Regions from separate parts of the Gossypium hirsutum genome. Here region 1 is linked to region 2. A link is a contact called in public Hi-C data. All regions are on one chromosome and are shown on one strand. Each heading gives the region's core, a stretch centred on a gene start, on an enhancer-like site or on the middle of the called end of the contact. The rest is flanking DNA. Distances are from core to core; before and after follow the strand shown.

The links. Hi-C and Micro-C count contacts between places; a contact is called where the count stands out from the background.
Region 1: a Hi-C map of leaf shows a contact between it and region 2, with 2.5 times the contacts expected there. The contact joins the enhancer-like site here to the promoter of LOC107913225 in region 2. A contact is called at or near these places in 2 of 34 Hi-C or Micro-C datasets (both in leaf).

What each region holds. Positions count from the first base shown.
Region 1 is chrD11:26,349,277-26,355,892 of Gossypium_hirsutum_v2.1, reverse strand. No RefSeq gene overlaps it. Among protein-coding and RNA genes, the nearest start is that of LOC107913218, 14 kb to the right of the region's middle. Within about 2 kb of position 3,697, at least 3 of the 9 cell types and tissues checked have an H3K27ac peak or open chromatin away from gene starts, as enhancers often do. A contact at or near this core is called in leaf, where this site is marked.
Region 2 is chrD11:26,201,323-26,208,156 of Gossypium_hirsutum_v2.1, reverse strand. LOC107913225 (SUMO-conjugating enzyme SCE1) reads left to right here and starts at 4,014. Exons shown (of 5, transcript XM_016841746.2): 1 at 4,014-4,447; 2 at 4,548-4,631; 3 at 6,681-6,833. The coding sequence starts at 4,379.

The sequences.
Region 1 (6,616 bases), core at 2,448-4,947, 150 kb before region 2:
TTTTTAATTATTAATTAAAGATAATATGATTTTTTTTAACTTTTTTCACTCTTAACGTATCAAATAATTATTTTTATAAGCATACTATTATTTTTATTTTAATTAATGATATTTTCAATAATTATTTAATTTTATAAATAAAAGAATTAAAAATAAAAATAAAATATCATCAAAATAATAATCAAACTCTAATTTATTAAAATAATTAAAAGTATATAAAAATTATGAAAAATTATAAAACTCTAATTGAGTGGGAAAAGATGTAAACATTTAAAAAACTAATAAAAATAGTCTAACTAAATTATTTTTGAAAGCTTTTTTAAGTGTTCTGACTTGTGCACTAATTTAATCCTTATTTATTTTTTAAAACCACAATCAAATGATTCAATACAACGAGGAATCCTCATATTTATGGTCTCAAAGCATGTTTTTTTTTTTTTTCTTTGTGACAGAAAAGAAAAGATACAACTAGTTAAGTTATACTAAAGGGATTATTTGTATACACATGCAACCTTTCTTCCCTATTAAGGGTTGTTTTAGCTATTCGAATTGCTTCAGTGTTTTTTTCTCTAGGGATGAATTTAAGTTCCCATTTTTTTTATCCTTCAAGAGATGGAAATAATTCAACATCAAGTATTGAACATTTCCCTACCTGTCAACAAAACCCGATGATTCAATCTTCGTGGTTGTCTCTCAAAGTCCCTCCTATAGTAGCATGGCCTGAATTTGTTTTGACAGAACCATCAATTCTTAATTTCATCCAACTGTCTGTCGAAATAGTCTCTGCTCTCACCTTTTGTTTCACATTATAATTTTCTTTGGGCATGGAAGTGTATTGTTTTGCACAGCTGTACAAAACTTTGAAGATCTCTTTAATGCTCCATGACACTCCCTGAAAAATAATAATATTCCTATTCTTCCAAATGCACCACATGACAAGGTTGAATAAAGTTGACCAAACTACCTCATCGGAGGCGAGTTTTTGGTTATTTTGCAAATTAGACATGAGCCACTCCTACAGAGTCCCGGCAAAAACCAGGCTTACTTCTCTATTGGAACAATAAGCGACCAGACCGCTTTTGCTGCCCTACAGTCTCTGATCGCATGGATGGTATCCTCCGGAATTGCTCTACAGATCATGTAATGATCATCGTTTGTTAAACTGCGCTTAAGCCTCTCCACTTGCGTGAGTAAACGATGCTTAAGAACTAACCAAATAAACATCTGAACCCTCAGCGGCCCTTGATACTGCCACGGTATATTCCAAGTTTCATCTCTCAAATTCCACAAGTTTCCTTTAATCTGCTTATAAGCACTCTTGATAGTGAAAGATCCTGTTGAAGTTCCTGTCCAAGTGACTTTATCCAACCCAATGCAAGGGTGTGGGGGAGGAATGCTAATAATAAGGCTTATAATCTCATTCGACAACCTAACCCGAAATAAATCTAAGTTCCACAAGCCCTCCTCAATTACCATATTGTGGAGGAAACAATCTTCATCAAGGTTATTTCTGACGGAATAAGATTTATCCAAGGTCCAACTTCACGAATTCAATTGTCCTTCCAACACTTTATGGTATTACCATTACCTACAGACGAGAGAGTGTTCTCACAGAGGAAGGGCCAAATTTTCGAGAGTGCTCTCCAAAGAAAGGAGCAGTTTAGTTCTTAGAAAAAAGTTAAGATTTTTTTCATGCATAGTTTAATGAAATTCTCATAAAGGTTTTATTATTGATTGGTTTTTTAATTTTATTTTTAAAAGTTTTTCATTTTTATTTTAGAAATTTTAGAACATTTTGGAATTTTCTTCGCATTTGAAAAATTAGAATGTTTTGAAAATTTTCACAATTTTTTTTTAGAAATTAGTGTAATTTTTTATAATATTAAAAAAATTGATATATAGCTTAAATTTAAAATAATTTTTATATTTTTAAATAATTTTTAACTTAGATATTTAAAAAAAAACCTCATAAAATAATTGAAAAGTCAATTAAGTCCCCAATAAAAAGTCATCCTCATCTGCCATGTATCTTTTGTTGGAGCTTCAATGGTAACATACGTTTAAAGGCTTAATTGATTGTTAGTTTTCAATTAAAACACCGCAAATGAGTGTGATCTTATATTAGAAACTTAATTATTTTTAATTGTTTTAAGAGAGTTTTTAATATTTAAGTTTTTTTATATAATAATGTTTTGTTTTCATAATTTTACAAATGAAATTACAATATTATTGCATACAACCTTTTTTTTATCACTTAAAAAGTTAAATTTGTATTTGAATTTGGATTTTAAAATTTTAAAATTTATTAACTTAAAGTGATTTATTTTGAAAAATATTTTTCATTTAAATTTTTTATTTGAATAATTAAAATTTAGATTTAAGGTTTAACATTTATAAATCAATATGGATTGTTATACCACGTACCTTAACACCCTACACTATAATAGACATCACTATAATGCCATCAAGGACAACTGTTAGTAGGGGCGAAGTCAAAAATAATTTTAGGGGATCAGAATTAAATTATATATTTTTACAATAGTAAAAAATGTAATTTCACCATTTTAATAGTATATATCTTTATAATTTTAAAAGGATTAAATTAAATTTTTACCATTTTTGGAGGGGTCTAAGTACAATTTTACCATTATCAATTTAAAATTTTATAAATCATAAAGGGGCTTAAATGAAAATTTTTTTATTTTAGGGGAGACTGGACCCCCTACCAGCCCCCTTGGCTCCGCCCCTGATGTTAGATCCAATTTCATTAATTTTTTCCAACTTGCCAAGCACGCCAACTTTATATCGCAATGCATTTAGATCATACTCTAATCTAAGTCTAAATTGAACTCTACTAAAGAAGCACTCATGTAACGAGGAACACACTCCAAACCCTTATTCTTATATAAATATCAAGAGAAATGGTGAGAAAAACGGAAAAAAAGAAATCAACCATAGCCATCACTACACTCCTAAACCTCCATTTTAATAGCTTTCAACTATGTAAATCACCACCAAAGTCTATCCCCAAATTTGTGTAACTTAATTGTTTTATAGCAAATATAGTATAAGGAGATGTATTAGTGGTTTATTATTATGTGTTGTTTTTTTTATTATGAAAAAATGGTGACCTCGTCTTTGGTTCTAAGTTAGAAGAAGCAATCAAGGTATTTTATTCGATTTGCATTTGAAACATCCACCTAACTTTAACTGAAAGTTCTTGAATTCTTCCTTTTTTCACTCTAATTCCAACTTTTGTTTCTAAAAGTCCAAACTATCCTACTCTCTTTCTTTCGACATTTCAAACCAAAACTACACATTTTAAATCTTTGCTGATCCATTTGCAATAGGATATTATATACACATCAATCAAATCCAGATTCATGGCCACTCTTTATGTTTACGAATTTTGATTAACTCTTCTGTTTTTGGTGAATTACAATAAGATCGAGCTTGATTAATATGACTCAAATTCAAATCACATCTAAAATAATGAATACGTTTAACCATCAAACTATCCTATGGAGTTTAAATTTATATTTATAAGGGAAACAAAATCAAATTTTGATACTAAAATATATTAGAATTAAGAAATGTGTGGATGAGAAAGTCAAGAAATTGGGCAGGTGAAAGGAGCACGCCTTCTCTTTGGCTTTGGTCGATGCTGCCTTTCCGTCTTTGACTTTTGGCAGTCGGCTCTGCTTCATGGAAGCCGCACTCCTGTTCTTTGTCTATATATCCCCACGTGCCTCTGTTCAACCTCAATTATATTTTCTTCAATCACGGACACAAACTTCCCATATCTAATCATAATTTTATTTCCCATTTCTATTTAAAATTATATTATTATTACAATAATTTTAAAAAATAAGTGAATATGCGTAATTCAAGGATTGGAGATTATAGATAATAGACAATTTATAGATTAGAGAGGATTTATAGGTAGACTGATTATGGACTAGGTTGTCCGATTTGAAAAATTAGAAGGTTTAGATAAATTTAAAATTAGGTTTAAACAAAAAATAATATCCATTTTCTAAATGGGTCAGGCCTTGGATAAAATTTTTTTTAGTTCGGGCCTAAATAAAATAACTATTTTTAATAAAAAATTTCTATCATTTTTGGTGCTATTTTTGCTTTTATTTTTTTTGTTTTTTTGTTGTTTGGGTGTTGTTTTTTTGTGCGTTTTTACTATTGTTACGTTGTTGTTTTTAATTTCATTTCGGTGTCATTTTTAATATCATTTGAATATTGTAGGACTTATGTTGTATTGGTAATCTTGCTACTATTTCTATTACAACTATCTTAGTATAAGTATTTTTTTATGTATTTTCAATTTGTTTGTTGTTTTAATATTTGTTTTAAATTTTTTAAGTGTTTTTGATATATTATATATTTTTTAAAATTTGTTGTATATAATAAAATAATTTAAAAAAATTAATACGGGCTAAGGTTTGGCTTCTATAATTCGGGTCGGGCCTAGACAAAGTTTTAAGTCTATTTTTTGGGTCGGACCGAGTCTAGGCCTAAAAATAACCTTAAAATTTGGTTGAGACCTGACTCGGCCCAAAATCAATTCTAGCTATGAATAGTTTTAAACATTGCATCAAAAATAACAGATATGAATTAGCTCTAGCTATGAGTAGTTCTAAACATTACATCTTATAATTTAATATGATCAGAACCTATAATATAAATAATTTTTTTATATATTTTTGTTTCTTTCGTATTAAGTAAAACTTTTTTATAAAAGATAAAATCAAATGTAAATATTTTTTGATGTTGAATCCAACATACCAAGCAGAATGGAATAAATTGGTAGGAAGCTATACAGATGGTGAAATTGATGTGATTGAATGAACGTAAGGATCAAATCTATTTATTAAAAAATTGATGAGATAATAATTTGACCTGACCGTTAATGATAATTTCTTGAAGTGAAATTTGTTAAATAAATGTTGTACTCATCCTAACCAATTGAATATAAAAGAATGATTTGTTTTTATTATTTAAACCCCACTAGTCTATGTTACTAAAAATGATCAATTGAGCAGTGTTAGTGTATCTCTTCAAAAAATCATCCTAAAAATGATTTGTAATTTTGTCTTTTTTTATTCAAAAAATTGATATATCAGTATGATGTACAAATGATACATTTTGTGTCATTGTCTAGTTATTCCGTCAATCATACTAATTTTTAACTAAAAGAATCGATTTAATTTTTTATTTAACATATAGAAATTAATTTATCTCTTTTTTAAATAGAAGAGATAAAATAAAATTTAACTCTTAAAATAGAGACCTTGATAATATTTTTTCTATTTCTGTATTATGTTTATCATCATTTATCTTTTTCTAGTCAAATTCAAGTGTAAACTAGCTTGGTCGACCTATTGGTGCATGTGAAGTGCTTACAAGTGCAACTACTACTTTTATTTCTTAGGGTGGGTTTGGATGGACGATTAAGTGCGATGCGGTGCGTTTAGTTTACTTTTTGTCTCACGCTACAGTATCGCTATAGTGTCTAATTTCACCGCCACCGCTGTTTTTATACTAACCGCGGGTAAACGCATCGCCCATCCAAAATCACCTTTAGTTGACTTTGAAATTAGATTTATATTTATATTTATATTAAATTAAACCCCCCGACCACCGTCCCCCGTGTTTATTGGCAAGGAAAGAAGCATGCGGCAAGAAAAACACATGATATGATGCTGAACGTTCTAGTGAGTTTGATTCATTCCGTGTGGCAATCTTCTTATGGTAGTCTCAGCCCATCAAGCAGTCTAGCACTTTCTGCAATTACATGATTAGCCAGTCAATTGCAGTATACCATAAAGATATGAACAAACCAAAAAAAAAGAACTGAACAAAATTAAAATTATCCAAAATTATTATTTAAAATTAAAATATATACAAAATGTATATATTAAAATTAAATTATCCAAAATGTGAGAGATGGAGGCGGAGGGGGTTTGGGTTTTTTAAAATAAAAATAAAAATAAAAATAATTATTTTTATTTAATATTAATATAAAATTCAAAATTATTGTTTTTTAAAAATTATTTGTGTGTTTTTTATATTTTAAAATTTTATATATTATTTTTTTCAACAATATTTTTTATTTTTATATTTTCTAAAATTTATCATTGTTGTTTTGAAAATATTTATGTATTTTTATATATTTCTTTAAATTTTTTAGAATTAGGATCAAATTAAGATCATTTGTAAATTTCTTAAGGTTAACTTTTAAAACAATTGACTAAATCAATATAATATGTAAAAATTAAGGGATAAATTTATTACATTAAAGTTTCAACTGCCATGTCACCTCCCGTTAATGCAATTAATGGAAATGGATAAAAATAATAATCTCAATTAATTAGGTGATCAATTTTAAAAAAAATCATAATTAAGTGACTAAAAAAGAAAATGACCCAGAGTTGAGTGATGTCCAGTAAATTTACCCTACATTCTTAGCATTTAGAGTGTGCTTAGTGTTCACTTTATATATAGACTAGAATATCCTGAGAAATTATATCAAAGTTTTCTCTATATTAATTTGTAATAATTTAAATTTAAAATTTATATAAAAAATTTAAAATTGAATAATTGT
Region 2 (6,834 bases), core at 2,765-5,264:
TGCGCAGGTTAGGTACTTAATTTTGATCACCGATTCAGCATCCAACAACGGTCCCGAACTCAAACGTTGTGATGTTTTATCCTTTTGTGTCGGCATGTACCTAGGGTGTCTTAATAGTAATTATTTTGTGGTTTGATTGTAAAGTAAATGGGATTATAAGTTTAATATTAGTTGGTTATATACATATAATATGTGTTTATGTTTGAGGTCATATTATGGCATATTTTAAGTTAATGCTAAAATGAACATGATTTAGGTAAAAATAGATTAAATTTGGCATGTTTACAAGTTGAATTTGAATGACCTTCTATTGATATATTTTATTGATATAATTGTGGTACCTATGAGGGTACATTGGTTAGTCACCTAGGATAATTGTTATGACATGTTTTGGATGCATTTGATTGGTTTTGACTTGAATATTATATGATATGAAATATTTTGAAATTATGTCTGTTTGATCGATAATGCTTCGAAACCCTATTTCAATGACGGATGTGTGTTAGGGGTGTTACAATTGTATTTGAAAAGGAAAAGGCCATGGTTGAAAGACACCATGGCATTACATTTGGTTCTTCCGAATTCTTGAAAAGGTTGAAAAGGAAGTTACCCGAAAGGGATAACACATGGAAAGGTTGAAAAGGAAATTACCCGAAAAGGATAACACATGAAAAGGTTGAAAAAGATATATCTGAAAATGATATTAAATGAAAGAAGATGTCTGGTTATGTTTTGATGATATTAATTTTGAGACCTTATGCATGATATGGCACATATAATGAGTTTTGTACTTTCAATATGTATTTATTTGCTAATTGTGAAATGGTGTATATAGAAAGAGTTATGCATATAGGAATTTAACAATGCTTGAATGGTTAATCATGAAATTTTTATTTGGTAAGTTTTAGTTCTTTTATACGAGCTTACTAAGCATCGTTCACTTACGTGATATTTTGTTGCTCTGTCTTGTAAATTTGGAAAACTTGTTCGGTTGAATTTCTATCGGGACTCTATCACACTATTCGTCATTCACTTTGGTAGTTTTTCGATATTTCATCTTTTGGTTATAAATGGCATGTATAGGAATTTGATGTAATAGGTATTTTGGTTTAGTAAGAACTTATGGTAGGTTTTGGCCTTGTTTGAACTTAGTTGTATATAAGACTTTAGTTTGGTTGGTACATGTTTTGTTTTGGCTTGTAAATGTATATGTATGTTATGTCTTTGGGTCACTTTTAAATGCATTATAGAATTGTGACTTATTCATATATGTTTGGAGCGGTTTCATAATATATGTATATGATAATGATGTTTAGGTGATAATGTAGCTTTGAATGTATGGAATTGTTATGATTGAGGGGCCTTTGATTAGCATATTGGTTAGAATTTATAGGTTGCTTGATTTTGTATATATTGAATGAGTTTAAAGAGTGTTTTGATCATAGAAATGTATGTGCAAATAGTGTACCTTGTTAGGCAAGAATGAGAGTTGTAATGGCTTGTTTTAGGGGCTAATTTCGGACACACGACCTAAGACATGGGTTGTGACACGGTCGTGTTTCTATATTATTTTTAAGTGCAAGTTTCACACGGTTTGAGACATAGTCGTGTGACCTAACTTCGAATATACACATGGTTGAGCACACGGTTTGCGACACGACCATGTGACCATATTTCGAATAACCACATGGGTGGATACACAGGTTGGGACACGGTCGTGTGTCCAGACTTCGAATGTCCACACTGTTTGGACTATGTCACACGACCGTGTGACCCATGTTTCCAAAATTTTCATGTTTTTTCAAAATTTTTTGATTTATTTCAAATTGATCCCTGGTTGTTTGCAAATTATTTTTAGGGCCCCGAAGGCTCGATTTAAGGCCCAAATGTGTATGTTACTATGATTAAAATGAGATGTTGGAATTTATACATAAATTGAATTATTACTTTTGTTTTGAAGTTAAAGGTTTTGTTTTGTATCGTAATGCTCCATAACCATAATTCGATGATTGAGACAGATTCGAGGTGTTACAGTTTCATGTTGTTGAAAAACTTGATCCTTATACTTTAAGAAAGTTTGAAGCTATTGGGAAGTTGTACTACGAAAAGGTTTATGAGATAAGTATTCAAAATAAGCTATTTGTTAAAATTAGCTATTAAATTGAAGATAAAATCTTATCAGATTTTGACTAGAATGACTCTCGAAGAAGTATAAATAAGTAGGTTAGTCGCACATTGTGATATAGTTTTTAGAGTGTCTTTTTCTATTGCTTCATTGTGTATTTTTTGGCTATTTTTTTTGAAGTATTACTCAGAGAGTTTTCAAGATTTTGCAGTTGAGGATAATCTAGAAGAGTGAAAATAACAATTAAGTTCATATTGAACTGCAATTATCCATTTTTATAAGGGTAAATTGGTTTTAAGCAAATAGGTAATTAAATTTAATTAGTAAATATAATCATTCTCTGAGCAAGGCTTTATAAAGTAGAATTGATGAATCCGAACTATCTTAATTGATATTGTGGGTTGATCTTAATTCTCTTAGACTTTGCTTATTACTTCACTTTGTCATAAGCCGTTTTGTTATAACAATAATTTAAATATTAAATTAGAGCAACTACAAATTAAAAGCTTTTTCAAATATTTTTTTTATGGATGTAATTGGCACTTGAACTTGAAATTCATTACACATGTACTTCTGTTGTAATGTTGTTACAATGCGGATGTGTGGCATTGACAATTAATAATAGACATGTGATAGCTTAACATTATGATACGTGACAAGCATTAATAAAAAATAAAAAATATAAAAATATATTATTTCACTTCTAGAATAAATTTAGACAAATTGATATCTAGATTTAGATCAACATAAGTATCATATTGTTTAAATTTGGATGAGTTTTCTTAGTAAATTTATATATTTTTATTCTTTTTTAAAAATGATTATACCAACTACTAATAGGCCAATAGTTAACAAAACCTCGAGGTTTATAATAATTATACCAACTACTAAAAAGATAATGATATAATAATATATAAAGAGTGACAACTAAAAATGTTCTCTCAATAAAATATTTTCAACAAAAAAGAAAAAGAAAAAGGCCGAGAACATGATGAAACCAGAAATTTTTCAAGCAAACCCCATAATTATTGAAACAAAAACAAAGAAAAAAGCGTGTAAACAACAAATAAATGATCTATTTAATGCATAAAAAAGAGCGAGAGATCCGCGAAAAATTTATGTGAAATTTTATACTTTATTGAATATAGAATAAACTTTTTTGAAGATACAAAATTATCTAGAAAAGTGTAAAGAAATTCTAAAATTTTCTAAAAATACATGAGATTTTTCAAAATAATTCTAAAAATGTCACAAAAAATTTAACAAATTCTAAAGAATACTTGAACTTTTTTTCTAAAAATATCACATTTTTAAAATTTAAAAAAATATATTAAAAAAGAACACATTTACAATGAATTTAGACAAACAATATCCAAATTCATTTGAATTTAGACATTTATTTGGACATACAAATATTTTTTTATATTTTTAAAGATATCATAAAATGAAATTACACCATTATATTCTAAGTAGATTAGAGCATAGTTATAAATTGAAATTCAAATACCAACATCAACCAATTAAATGAGAGTTAAATATATATAATCCTAAAAAAAGGGTATTTGCGTTCAACAAGTCAAGATTAAAACATTTTTAATAATTAAATGAGGTTGTTGATAATCACAACACTCAATTAAGTGGTTGGCAATTGAAATTTGAAACAACCTCGGGCTTTAATGGATCCAATAATGGGCTCAAGCTCTAAGCATGGCCCAATAAAAGAAGGCACGTGACTGGTGAGGAGTATAGTGGCGTGGATTTCACGCCGGAATATAATTCAACAGCTAATTCATTGACTTTTTTGTATTTAATCTTTTTAAAGCCAAAGATTAATTAATCCAACCTAAATCTACATATATCTAAAAGGAACGAAGGTACCCCTTGGGATTGGGACCCACCCCCACCAGATCAAATCTTTACCGTATGTTTCTCTCTCGGTCAACTCGGCGCAACGACTCCTCTCTTCATCAAGGGCACAACCGGAAGACCAAAATAATTAATATTTTATTATTTTATTTTTATTTTAGACGACCAAGAGAAATTGAAAATGGAAAAGTCGATTCCATCAACGCCCCTTTTCTTTTTTTTTTTTTTTTTTGTTTTTAATATAATTTTATTTATTATTAAAATTAAACAAACAAAAAAACAATTATTTAAGAAAGGAGAAGAGAGAACATTTGGGTGAGGGTTTTAGAGAGAGAAAGAGAAGGCCGGAGTGAAAGACAAGACACAGAGAGAGAGACAGAGAGAGAGATGTCGGGAGGAATAGCGCGTGGTCGACTCGCCGAGGAACGTAAGGCATGGAGGAAGAACCATCCCCATGTCCGTGGAGTTTGTTTCCCTGTTCTTGTTTATTTTTTTCTGGGTTTCATGTTTTAAATTTTTTATTATTTGTTTGATTTTTTTGTTGTTGAAATTTTAGGGTTTTGTTGCGAAACCAGAGACGTTGCCTGATGGAACGGTCAATTTGATGGTGTGGCATTGCACGATCCCTGGTAAAGCAGGAGTAAGTCGAAGAACTTCTATTTAATTTCTGTATTTTTCTTTTTCATTATCGTCGGTAAAGTTTAATGGATTCTGCTTGTTGAGTTTGGTTCGTCAATTATTTTCTCTTATTTCTTTGGACGTGGATGCTGTTGTGCTGTTTATAGATTTTAAGATTTTAGGGTTCGTATCTTCATTTTGATCTTAGAGAGGTTTTTTTCCTTTAAAGAGAGAGGGCGCTGCTGATTGATGTAAATGAACCCAAGTTTTATGTGATTTTATTGGGTTAAAACATGGACTAGCAAAGATATTGATAATTCCGGATTAAATTGAGTCCTGTGTTTTCCATATAGGATAATAGGAATATTTCTTTCTATTATGGTGCATATGGTATATGCGTGGTTTGTATGACTAGCTCGCATTCAGAATGCCGAGCCTAAACAAGTTTTTCATATATTTGTGGGTTACATAATATGTTATTTTCTTTTTTGTTTTTTCCCGAGGATTTTAGGAAAATGGTGATTGATGGTAAACATGGATGGATATTGAAGTCTGTGTGCTGACAATTTAATATTGTTTTTCTTTTTCTTTTGGGTACATAGAAAGGGGAAGGAATAATGGATTTTAGGCTTTTAGAAAGTAAGTTTTCGTTATATTTAAACAATCGTCTATTGATGGTCAGTATGTTACTGTATGTAGATTTTCTATACTAGTCAGCTTTACATGATTTTATCAATCATGTTGTGAACAAGGACTTGTGGACTCGAAGCCTGGCAATATATTAGTTGTTGTTTCTCAGATTCTCACAACTTGGTACTGTTATCCTCATTTTAATGGGTTATAGAATGGTTATGTGGCATTCGTGGCCCCTAGACAAGAGTTCTGTTATCATTAGGTGCTTTAAACTAATTGCTATCAGTTTTAATTCCTCTGCACTTCCCTCTTGTCTGAAGCTGTTATGAGTATCTCAGCTGTTCTTACATTTCTCCTTCCTTTCTGTTTCAGGAGTTCTAATGGTTGCTGAAGCTCTAGCTTTCTCTTTCTCTTTTCTTTGCTTTAGTACACAGGCACACAGAGGCATGTTTTAACATGAATTGCATATCATGACAGTCCATTTTGTCTATCATTTTTGGCTGTTTTTATTTGGTGGTTCACCAACATAGATCGAAGTTCTTGTCCTTTGTTAGTTATTCAGTAATTAACCTGGTGTGGGGTGTTGGTTAGAATTAGGTTGCATTCATCATTGTTATTCTGTGTTAATGTAGATTCATTTGCGTTATTGACCATTATTATATTTTCCTAAAATTCATCTGGTGGTGATAAAAATATGTATTTTTATTGTCTCTTAACCTTGGAAAGCGGATCACCATTTAAAGCATGGTTATTTCTAGATATTACCAGGAGAAAGATTTTGGGATTTAGTAGCTCACTGCTTGCTTCGTAAGGCATCAACAATTTCAACAAGTAGCATGGCACTTCAAACAGCCTTTTCTAGAATTTTAAGTCTTGAGGTTTTTGACTATTTATATGTTGCAGACAGATTGAGCGCTAACAAGTTTGTGCTGCAAGTTTTAGATTTTCTTTGCAGCATTGGTGGTTGTTATTTAACTTGAAGAGTGACAGCTTTGTGGTATTGGTTTTGATCTTGTAATGATATTGCACCTCTGAAATTTTGGTTGTCGGTTTCCTTATTCGCCTTGTATATTAATTTCTTGAATGATGTATGCAACTTTTATTCAATTCCTCTTGATATTATTTTTGCCCAACTCGTTTTATCTATCTGTCCTTACTATTCAGATCTGAGTTTTTGTTCTTTATATGGACAAGCTTGAAGGTGTGATGTCTGGATGCTTGTAATTTTATCTGGAGCATTTATTAAAGTCGTCAAAATGCTTCTTTTTCTTAAAAAATCATGTTTAGAAAGTCAAATATATGATTAAAAGGACTCATGAGAGTGTTGTGTCAATATATAGAGAGGAGTATTTAAAGAAAGTGTGCATGTTTGAATAGTTGTAGCTGTGTTTCTTTTAATGTTTGGATAGCTTAACTCCTTGCATCATCTATGTTACAGACTGATTGGGAGGGTGGCTACTTCCCGCTCACGCTCCATTTCAGTGAAGATTATCCCAGCAAGCCTCCAAAGTGTAAATTTCCCCAGGGCTTTTTCCACCCAAATGTTTATCCATCTGGTACTGTTTGCCTTTCAATCCTAAATGAGGATAGTG